Linked DNA regions of Mus musculus: region 1 is linked to region 2. A link is a contact called in public Hi-C data. All regions are on one chromosome and are shown on one strand. The core of a region is the stretch at or near the end of the contact, and the rest is flanking DNA. Distances in the headings are between cores, read along the strand shown.

Evidence for each region. Hi-C and Micro-C count contacts between places; a contact is called where the count stands out from the background.
Region 1: a Hi-C map of bone marrow-derived macrophages shows a contact between it and region 2, with 2.5 times the contacts expected there. The contact joins two enhancer-like sites. A contact is called at or near these places in 6 of 484 Hi-C or Micro-C datasets (bone marrow-derived macrophages, embryonic fibroblasts, embryonic stem cells and 2 more), 2 of 115 datasets of contacts at active chromatin or transcription factors (CD8 T cells and neural progenitor cells) and 1 of 9 other capture datasets (adipose tissue).

The regions. Positions count from the first base shown.
Region 1 is chr10:96,431,058-96,436,608 of GRCm38.p6, reverse strand. No RefSeq gene overlaps it. Among named protein-coding and RNA genes, the nearest start is that of Gm33782, 120 kb to the right of the region's middle. Within about 2 kb of position 1,293, at least 22 of the 459 cell types and tissues checked have an H3K27ac peak or open chromatin away from gene starts, as enhancers often do. A contact at or near this core is called in adipose tissue and bone marrow-derived macrophages, where this site is marked.
Region 2 is chr10:96,329,312-96,335,064 of GRCm38.p6, reverse strand. All of the region lies in intron 2 of Gm33782 (a long non-coding RNA gene), which reads right to left. Among named protein-coding and RNA genes, the nearest start is that of Gm33782, 23 kb to the right of the region's middle. Within about 2 kb of position 1,609, at least 117 of the 459 cell types and tissues checked have an H3K27ac peak or open chromatin away from gene starts, as enhancers often do. A contact at or near this core is called in adipose tissue and bone marrow-derived macrophages, where this site is marked.

The DNA of each region.
Region 1 (5,551 bases), core at 44-2,543, 100 kb before region 2:
GGTTTCACACATGATAAACACACACTATTGTACTTTCTACCTTACAGAATCAACATTTCTCGCTTCTACATTTCGGTGAGAACAAGTGGCCTTTGGCCTCCATGCCTCGCTCATTTCACTTGATTTAATGTCCTTTCATTCCCTCTAGAAAGTACCAATTTTGTAACACATGTAAAGAAATATGTTACTTATTTTCATTCCTCCTAAAAAACAATGTGAGGTTCTGTTGTGATGCTCAGTAGACACAGCTGTCACACATAGGGTTGGACTGGATTCTTGCCATTACTGTGAAGATCTGATCCTGTGATGCTGGTCAACAAATATTTCTATGGTAACATCTTTTTCTGAATTAGAAAGGGGATGTATACGAGTATATAATAATATAATTAAAAGATAATATGAATGTAATAATATTATAAATAAGATAATTAGACCTTATTTCACTTTCATGTTACTTTTCAAGAAAAAAAGTTTAAAGATATAGGCATTTAGTAATATTTTAAAGATCTATATATCTAGTAATATTTTAAAGAAATACCTTAAAACATTAATGTTGACATATTTGAATTGGCATTTTCTTAGAGAACACAATCTAATTTATAAATCTGAACCATGAAGAACTCAGTAGATAATTATAATCTTGAAGGCGTTTCAAATGTACCTTAATGGGACTCCGTCAGCCAACCAACCAGAGGCCATGTTTAAATTTTTAAACAGTGCATTAAATAATTAAGCAGCATAACAAATTATGTTTTGGGTAGTTGTCACAGCCTAATTTTTTGAGTACTCTCAAAAAAGAAAAAAAAAAGTATATATAAAAGGTTCATTAGAGATTCTCTGAAGCCCCAAACACTAATGCTAGGCATGTGACACTCCCAAGAGGAAACAGGGCTCAAGTTCTCTGCTGGAAATAGATTAAATAGAAGCCCAACCAGAGATTGCCACTGAAGTCTTTGAGGACACACCCCAAACATTTTCAGACTTCCATGGCTGACAAAAGCAGCTTTCTCCTTTTACAAGGACTTTCCCTGCTTGTATGAATACCTTTGTTTAACTGAGTCAATGATTGGAGTCTCTAACCTGCCTTGCTATGGCACACTTTCTCATGACTTTAAAAGACCAAACCAGGGGCTGCAGGAAAGCTTGTCGGTCTTCGTATCCCACTTCCCGTCTTTGTTGAACCAAATTCCCTTATCCGACAATTGAAAGAAACTGTTAGATATTTTCCAGTGGTTGCTAGTGTCTGGTGTCATGGTACTTTTTTTTTCTTTCCCTTTCGATGTGTTTGACAAATTTCAAAGTGGCCCTTGTTACTCACTTCCTTCCTGGATTTCACAACTGTATTCCAAAGTGTTAGTCTAGAGTCCAGCATTTATGTGTTATAGATGTTATCACATTCCCTACCGTGAAACCACTTTTTCTTCTGAAAATTTTAAAAACATTATTTTCCACATAGATGACTTCAACCCTACACAATAAAATCACCTTTGCCTGTGATGGTCCAATAGATAAATTCCTATAACAACACAAGACTACGTTTCATATGAATGCCTATAATTGTATGAATTAAAAAAAAAAAGTCTTATTTTGTTTCAAGGCAGAGTCTCGTTAGCCCAGGCTGGCCTTGAACTTGTTATGTAGCTGAGCATGACTTTTAACTCCTTTCCCCATTTCCCATACCTGTAATCACCGTACCCACCTAAACTTGTCTACTTGTTTTAGAAGCTCTGGAGATTGTACTCAGGGACTCATGCATACAGGACAATCACTCTATCAATTGGACTATCAGCCCAGCCCCACCAATTATATTTCTGATGGAATACAATAGTCTGCAGTTCTTTGTTTTAAACTGTAGCTGGCTGGAAGTATAGTCCAAGGGATCTAGAAAGAATTAAATCCAAAATACTTCAGCATCTTTCTGTCCACCAGGCTTGTAGGACCAAGCCTTAGTTAGAGAAACTCTTCAGTCAATACAACTGCATACTCCATTGACCATCACGGCTTAGCCATCTACATGGGCAAGGATGGCAGGGTTTGAAGGAAAAGAGGTCAGTAGACTTGATTTTAAGTTCCAGTGTCACCAGCAGTTGTGTAGTCTTGTGAGAACTGTACCCCTTCTCTGTTGCGGGGTGGGGGTGGGGTGGGGATGGGGTGGGGGGAGAGTACCAGCACTGGGCCCGAGTTCCCAAGCCCCTTGGCGGATTGCTGCCGCCAGCTCCACCCAATGACTGTCTATCCCACAGTCAGCCATCACAACATCCATTTACCTGGTAGAATCAAAACTCTTAAAGCTTATAACTAGCCAATCAGATTTATGTACCATTAAGTTCACAGTTTACAAGATGCCAATACAATAATTTCAGAACCAATTGATAATGATTAAAAGCTCTATCCCAATTATTCTAACCTTATGGTATCATAACTACCTGCAGCTGGTTAAAGCCACACTGGTTCACGTCTGCCTCCATCTTGGCCTTCTCACTTCTCTCCCTCTGAGATGCTCTCTGCCTCTCCAACTCTTAGCTCCACCTCCCTTTTTCATGTCCAATCACAGGCCTCCTGCTGCCCTAATGTAATTGGACAGGGAAAATTCTGCAACACTTCTCCATGCTTCTATTTCAATAAAATACCAACTCTTAGCTCCACCTCCCTTTTTCATGTCCAATCACAGGCCTCTTGCTGCCCTAATGTAATTGGACAGGGAAAAACCTGCAACACTTCTCCATGCTTCTATTTCCATAAAATAGTAGGGGTGACATTCAGCCATGCCTAACATCTATCTTTTGCTAAGCCCTTTAAAGCAGTCCTTGTGCTGGCATTACTGAAAGGCATAGGTTGGGAGTCTTGTTGGGCATTGGGGAGCTGCAGTGTTTCTCAAAGGATATGCAATATTACCTAGACTGCTCGAAGCCCTGCGTTTGATTCCCAGTGCTGCAAAAATGAATGGGCCAGTTAATGAGTGAATATTAACTCAAAGAACAGTAACCAAGGAGAGGGCAATGGGTAAATGATTTGTTGCCCAAGTATGGGGACTTAAGTTTGGATCCCCAGTACCCATGTGAAAAACAGGGCATGGCTGCCCTAGACGGCCCTGTACTGAGTAGTAGCGATAGAAGAATCCTGAGGACTCCCTGGCCAGCCAATTGCTACTACAGGTTCAGGGAGAAACACTGTCTCAAAAAGGAGGTACAAGTGATGAAGTGAGCCCTGATGCCCTCTGGACTTTACACATGCATTATTAGCCAATACCTGTGCCCACAAAACACACATGTGTGCACATACATACATACACACAACAACACAGCGAAGAGGGTATGGGTGAAGGACAGAAAAGTATATATGAAGTTGACAACATACAGTAGGCACACAGCCCAGTCATGTATGTACTGACTTCTTCACAACATCCTTGGGAAGGGGCTACATTGAAGCCCATCCCACCTTTCAGAACTAGTTATACCAACATTTATGAGATGCCTGGTTCAAAATATCTATTCAAACCTGGGAGTGTGCCAGAAAAGCAGACTATTCTTTCTTCCTGAGAGTCCTGCAAAGGCAGAGATAAGATCAGCATAGCGCAGGAGGGATGGAGTACTAAAGAAACTCTAGCAAACATCTGGGGCTAAGGTTTTGGCTGCGCATCTCAGTGTCTATGAATTCAAGATCTCCATAATAAACAGAGAGGTAGAAGGGGCACTGCTAAAGTGTAAGGGTCACCAACACTCTCTCTGCAACCCAGCTCTGTCATTATCTGAAAGTTGGGGGTTCACTGATCATCTTAGTGATGTGTGTTTGAATGTGATCTCGAACGATTGACCTACTGGCTATTTCCTACTGGGAATGGCAAGTTGCTGAATGTGCTGCTGCTTCTCTGTCACTCTTTGTTTCTGTGCCTTCTGTGTGCTGCTGGTTGTGTGGGATGTCCTAGATGCAAACAACCCAAGCAGCACTGCCTGTGATGGATACTTCCTCCATCTCTCCATCCCTCTCTGTCTAGGATTGAATTCCTCTGAGCTATTTTATGAAGACAAAACGTCTTGAATATGTTGAGGTTTTGTCAATACAGGAAAATATTTGAGGCCGTTTACTTTTCAAATGGTCGTTCGGTCCCGGAAAATCTGTGAGATCCCAGATACTTTTGGATTCTGTTATGTTTTTTGTCTTCATCCATTTGTAACTGCTATTCATTGGGTTTTAACTATGCTCTAAGCACATATGGAGATTCTAATGAAACATCTTAGTTTACAAATGTCAAAATGTATAGACAAAGATCTGATTTTAGCCAGGTATGTTAGTCAGGGTTCCCCAAAGTCACAGAGCTCGTGGAACATCTCTATATATTAAGGGAATTGATTGTAATGACTGATAGCCTGTAGTCCAACTAACTCAACATTGGGGATCTGTGATTGGGAAGTCCAAGAATCTAGTAGTTTCTCAGTCCCACCAGGCTAGGTGTTTCACTTAGTCTTCTCCATAAACTGGAGTCCTGAAGAAGTAGGTCTCAGCAGATGTGCTGGCAAGTAAGCACAAGCAGGCAAAGAAGAGTGAGTCTTCCTTCTTCCAATGTCCTTCAGTAGGCCTCCAGCAGAAGGTTTGACCTAGTTTAAAAGTGTGTACCACTATACCTGGATCTGAAACTTACTTTGTCACAGGCTGGCCTTGAACTCAGAGATCTGCTTGTCTCTGTCTCCTGGAATTAAAGGTGTGTACTACCTCACCCGGGCCTAAGCTTTTCAGGGCCACTATGCCTCAAGATCTCCATGTCAAGATCCATGTCAGAAGCCTGTGTCTTCCAACCTCAAGATCTGGATCACAACTGTGCCATTATAGTTCATTCCAGATGTAGTCAAGTTGACAATCAGGAATAGCCATCATACCAGGCATGGTGGCTCAAGTCTCTAACTCCAACATTGAAGAGCAGAGACAAGAGGATGGGTCACTAAATTAGGAGGTAGCCTTGACTCATTTTCCTGATGTGATGTAGTGAGCTGTTTTACCTCAGCTCCGTTCTGTAGCCTCCAATGTCATCTTAATCCACTATTAAGACCCTTGTCGGTACCAACTATGGCTACCCAGGACTCTACTAGTTACAATTTTAATATCTAACTTAAGACAAATTATTTGCCCAAATTGAAGGTCTTGAATGAGGCTTATTTTATGCTTAAACAGGACACTTGCTCTTAATAACGTGTGTAGTAATGCTTTGCCAGGATTGTTCCCTTGTCACTTAAAAAAACAATGGTCGCCATTGTGTATGTGTTTAGTTGTATGAATTCTGAAACATGGCATTCAAGAACATTTAATGCATGCCCAATTTGCTTCTAAAACATCTATGAAGACTTGTTTCTGATGAATTGAAGTGTTTTCATCATTTACGTAGCTACTCCAGTTTCTCCTGGGACAAAGGAGACCATTAAATTGAATCTGCTGGTAATGGACAAGTATGTCAGTATTAGATTAGAGACATATACAATTTATAAATAATCAATATACAGACATGGGAAATACTTCAGCTCCTAGGATTAGTGCTGAGACATTTCTCTTTTCTTGCCCT
Region 2 (5,753 bases), core at 360-2,859:
CTTGAACAGCTGCCGCTATGAGTAGGTGAAACACACACACACACACACAGATCAAATTGCAGTTAGGTGTGTCAAAATGACTGGGTGTTCTTGTTCTGGGTTCCCAAGGCTAATTATTATTTTTAACGCCGTTTGATATGCTAAGTGAGGCTGCAGTAAGAGTCCTCATGTGTGCATTAGTCATTGCCATCACCGCCCATGGGTACTTCTGCATGTTTTGCTGCTTCCAAAGTGTCTGTAAACGATTCTATCTAAGCATCTGAAGAACATCACAAGCAGCTTCCTCTATGGTTTTTTCCTAGGAAATAAATACCAAACTGGCACAACGATGGCAAAACCGTGAGTGACATCAGTACATACAGTGCCCTGTCCTTCCATCCTGTCACGTGCCTGGTGGGTAAACATAAATAAATCACCTAATTTCCCTGTGCCTCAGTTGCTCTATCTGTAGTATGGAGCAATGAGGAATGAGATCTCAAGGGCCCACTTTTGAACTATAAAGCAGGCTTCTCTAAAGAAGGAGAGAAGGAAGGAGGGTCCTGTGGTGTGTTCGGCCTGTTCCACATAGCTAACTGCAGTTGTTTCCCGTTGCTAGGTCGTTTATTGATTGCCTACAACTAAACCTATTATCTTTGTCTAGAATCTTTTGAAGCAATCCATGAATAACAACTCATTTCAATTTCATAATGACTCCGAGGTCTTACCAGCTGTTGCCGCGCCTGTCTTACAGACTAACAAACAGACGCAAAGACACAAAGCCATTCGATTCAAGTCTGGCAGGTGTGAGACATAGATCCAGGGCTCACGTACTACAGCTAGTTCAGGGTCCTGGAATCCACTCTGTTATGTCCTGCGGAGCGGCCAGGAGCTTGACTGAGAGGCAAAAACAGCTAGCATCCTCAGGCTCTGCTCTCCAAGAACACACTGAAGATCACTGAAGGGCTAGCAAGCCCTCTACGTGGGCTAGCATGGAACAGAGAGGTCTCAACAATTTGAAGGAACATCAGGAAGTGTAAACCACCCCCCAACCTTCTGTAAGCATTCCTACCACACCCCACTAAGGTGGAGGGGGGCGGGGGCTGGAGGCAAGGAAGGGAAATCATACCAATACATGCCTGCTCCAGATCCAATCTTCCAGAAACAGTCCAAAGGAACACCCTGGGCATGTTCAAGACTTGATTTATTTAGTAGCTAACAGCGTAACTGCCAACTACAATCTTCAAACTAGCTTTACCCACTGCCCCACCCATCCATCAGACCTTGCCATTCCCACAGGCAGTGAGAAGGACCAGGTATGTTCATGTGTAGATTTCTCTGCTTGCTAAAACCCCCCAGGCTTTCCTTTGTTCTCAGGACATGCAAGTGGCCACCTGTATACCTGTGTTCTGGACTGTACGTAATCCTGCTGTCAGCTCCCAAATAAAACTCCCTTATTGATTGACTTTTGACAATTCCAGTCATTTTGTTTGTTTGTTTTGTTCTGTTTCGTCGTCCCCCACCCCCACCCCATTTCCTTCCCTTAAGGCAGCTCGAGGTAATAAAGGAACTGCCTGGTCTTGATCACGAGGTCCTCTTGCCTCAGCCTCCAAGTCCAGGATGACTACAGTGCCTAGGGGCATCTCTGCGATTTCAATCTGCCCTCTACAGGCCACAAGGAATACCCTAAAAGAATGATCTGCCACCAAGCTTCTGGTTCTCCCATGGCACTTGCACCACAAACACAGTGATTCCCAAGCTGGTGGCCACCTTACGACACTGTTCTGTCACTTGCATAAATGTCTTTTTGGTGTGTTGTCAGGCAAATACCTGACACTTGGCACTCTGAAAATTCCTAAAACACCACATACTGCAAAGTCAATGATTTGACCAGCTGTGAGCCCGCTTGCAACCCAAACCGGCAGGACTAGAAACAAATCGCACTGCTTCATGCTACAGAGCCATCTTTCCTAAGGGTGGGTGCGGTCTTGTGATCCTTGTGTCCAGTCCAGTTTCTCATATGTGTATTGTGACTTCTGCTTGTGCAAAACAGGACGTTGCTTAACCAGGCCCTTATGGGAGGAAATACAGCCCAGCAAGCAGAACAATGATTTGAAAGTCCTGAGTTCTATTTTCAGATCTGCTGTTGACTGGCTGTGCAGTCAGCCCTACGAAGGTCATTAGCAAAATGGCCTTGCCCTGTTGGCGGTCTCTGTATTCGCAGCTCTGGACGGGAAACAAATCAGGGAGCTGGCACTCAGCCTTGAGGAACTAGAGTCTTAGGAGAATAGATGTATCGTCAGGCTTTGTCTTCATTCTTAAAGCAAAAGCACAGAACAAAGCCTCTGGGGTGGGGGAAAGGAGCTGGAGTAGAATTCAGAGAGGAACCTGATAACCTTTCCAATACCAGAGACGTGAAGGGATGGCATGAGCGTTCAGGTCAAAGGCAGCTCTTTGGCACATGCTGAATCTCCTGTGTGGGATACGGAAGAGACAAAGGAACCTGAGCTTTGACAGACTTCTGTGAACTGAGTCAAAAACAGATATCCAGAGTGCTGCCTGGTAGGGAACAGGCTGAGGACTGGAAGGGTCTGTGGAGAACCAGAAAGCTTATAGCCCCTTCTAAAGAGTCTGCACCAGCTCTTTGTCCCTCAGATAAGCCAGTGACAAGGTCCTGAAGTGCTAGTGTTTTAAGAGGCACTGCACACTACCATTTTTATCAGGACTTCCCTTTTCTTTAAATGAAGATCCATCCAAGTTTTAAAGTGATAGCGGGCAGGTAAAAATGTGTGTGTAACTTGAACAAAGCCCTTTCCACATCTCTTTAACATGTCCATGGATGGGATTTCATAAGAGTTGAATTATTGTTTTCTGATAATGGAGCTATTCCTTTAAACAGAAGGGAATGAGCAGTCTAGAATGCGCGAGTGTTTAAAAAAATCCCAGTGCACGGGGCTGGGGAGATGGCTTAGTTGTTAAAGTGCTGGCTGGGGAGATGGCTTAGTTGTTAAAGTGCTTGCTATACAAGCAAGCGGACTTGAGTTTGGATGCCTAGAGCCCCTGTGAGAAGTGATAAGACAGTTGCCTTAGAGTTAATCTTGCTTTGGTGAAACACTACCACCAAAAGCAACTCGGGGAGGAAAGGGTTTATTTGACGTACACATCCTGAATCAGAGTCCATGGAAGCCAAAGCAGAAACTCCAAGTGGTCAGGAACCCAGAGGAAGGACTTGATTCATAGGCTACAGATGGGTAGTGCTTACTGCCTTGCTTCCAATGGCTTGCTTAGCCTACTTTCTTTTAGAACCCAGAGCCACCAGGCCGGGGTGGTAATCAACGACAACGGGGCCCTTCCACATTCAATCACTAATTAAGAAAATGTTCTACAGGCTTGCCTATAGCCTGATCTAAAGGAAGCATTCTCTCCAATGACTCTAGCTTGTGTGAAGATTACATAAAACTAGGCAAGACAATAATCTATATGGGTATTCTAGCACAGGGGAGACAAAGACAAAGAAAATCCCCCGAAGGTTGTTGGACAGCCAGCCGCTCTTGCTGAATCCTCAAGCTGTAGGTTCATTGAGAGATCGTGTTTCAAAACCAGTGTATTGCTGTGATGATTTAGGGCAGATGCTGAAATGCATGGGCAGGATATATACAAGCACATCTTCACACACACAGGAATGTATATACATACACACAGGACTTACACAGGTCTAAACACAAAGATTCTGGTTGAATTAGAGAAGTTTGTAGCCAGGGCACTGGGGAAGTGAAACACTTCTTGGGTTTTCCTAACATACAACCATGGTCCACAAATGCTACATTAACCATTTCTAGAAAGTTTTAAGAACTTTGGGCGTCCTCATTTTTTTAAGTTGTTGAAAATGTACAGCCGATCGATCTGTGACAATGAATCAGAGAACAAACATTTGCTATGGGCTGTTTTCTTTTTTTCTCAACTGAGACTCCACTATTCAGCATCTTGGCTTGCTGGGGACCTCAATGCCTTTCAGGTTCATTAAGAGCCAGCTGACAGCAGACACTCACTGGGCACAATGGGTATTGTTACAAAAGTCAAACCCAACAAAAGACGAAGGAGAAGTGCGAGCTGAAGCACATTTAAGTATTTATGGGGAGAATTAATTTGTTGTCTGATGGTCATGCACTGGACCACAGAGCAAAGTACTCCTTTTAAAAGTGAAACTCAATCTCTGTCCACATTCTAAAGGCCATAAAACTCACCACATGAAACTAATAAATGAAGCATAAAAGTCATATACTTGCAGGGTTTTTGCTCTCCCTTACTTTGTAGGCTGTGTGCATTATAAGTAACCCGAGTAAGTATCAGCCTTAGGTCTCCTTCTGGTTCTTATTCACCTCTAGCTCTTCTTGCCATCTGTTCTATTTCTCATAATAAAATTCTAGTGTAAAGTGAGAATGTTAAATCATGGACAAAAGAATGTAGCAACGGGGCATTTCTTAGGTCTAGATGCATTGGAAGAGCCCCTAACAAAGCTGGTGTCAAGGACTCCCTCATTGCATCCTCAATGTTTATCTTTATTTCCTGTACATTGATATTTTGCCTGCCTATATGTTTGTGTCGAACCTCCTGGAACTGAAGTTACAGGGTGCGAGCTTCCATGTGGGTGTTCAGAATTGAGCCTGGTACTCTGGAGGAGTAGCCAGCGCTCTTAGCCACTGAGCCATCTCTCCATCCATTAGTCCCTCATTCTAAAACAAACTGATAGCTCACCGGTAGATGGACCGACTAGGATGGTGGTTCTCAGCCTGTGAGTTTCAACCCCTCTGGGGGTGACATATCAGTTATCCTGCATATAAGATACTTATATTACTATTCATAGCAGTAGCAAAATTATAGTTACGAAGTAGCAATGAAAATAATTTTATGGTTGGAGGTCACCATAACAGGAGGAACTGTATTAAAGGGTCACATCTTTGAGAAGGATGAGAAGCACTGTGAGAGGAGTCCATGAAAATGGTTCAACCACTGTTATCAGATTCTCAACTTCCACCCTAGCAATAGTGACTTAGAAGCTGAAACAAGCCTTTCTTTGGAATGCATTATAGATTCAGCAAGTGTCCTCCTCCTCAAGCCCCACCCAAACAGGTACCTTTCTTTTTTCACATAACCATTGAAAAACACATCAGGAAAAACAAAAATTCCCGGAGAGCTCTGTATGTGTTTTCCGTACTTTAAGGGCGGTGGCTCCTAATGTTTGATTCATATCAAACACACAGGATCAATGAGTAAAGAGGCTCCTTTCTCATGGCAGGAACAGGGCTATGTTGTCAGTAAGCAATACTTCCAAAATTTGGTGGAGAAAAATGAGGACTTTTTCCAGGAAAGGTAGATTGGGTCATTTTGGAAGAAATTTTATGTAAGGGTACCATAGAACCTTCCAACAGTGGTTTTCAACCTGTGGGTGGAGACCTCTTTGGTAAACCTCTATCTCCCAAAGTATTTATATTACAATTCACATCAGTAGACGGTTACAGTTATGAAGGAGCAACAAAAAACAATTTATGGTTGGAGGTCATCACAACACAAGACACCGTAGAAAAGGGTCACAGCGTTAGGAAGATTGAGACCACTGCTTTAGGGAATAAACCACCAGAAGCCAAGAGTATAACAAAGACCAAAGCACCTAGCCTGAAAAGACATATCCAGAGTAGAAGAAAAAGGTACCCAACAAAGATGACTTGTGGTGTGGGGAAAGAGAGAGATTGTTTAGAAGAAACAACCACAGCAAAAAT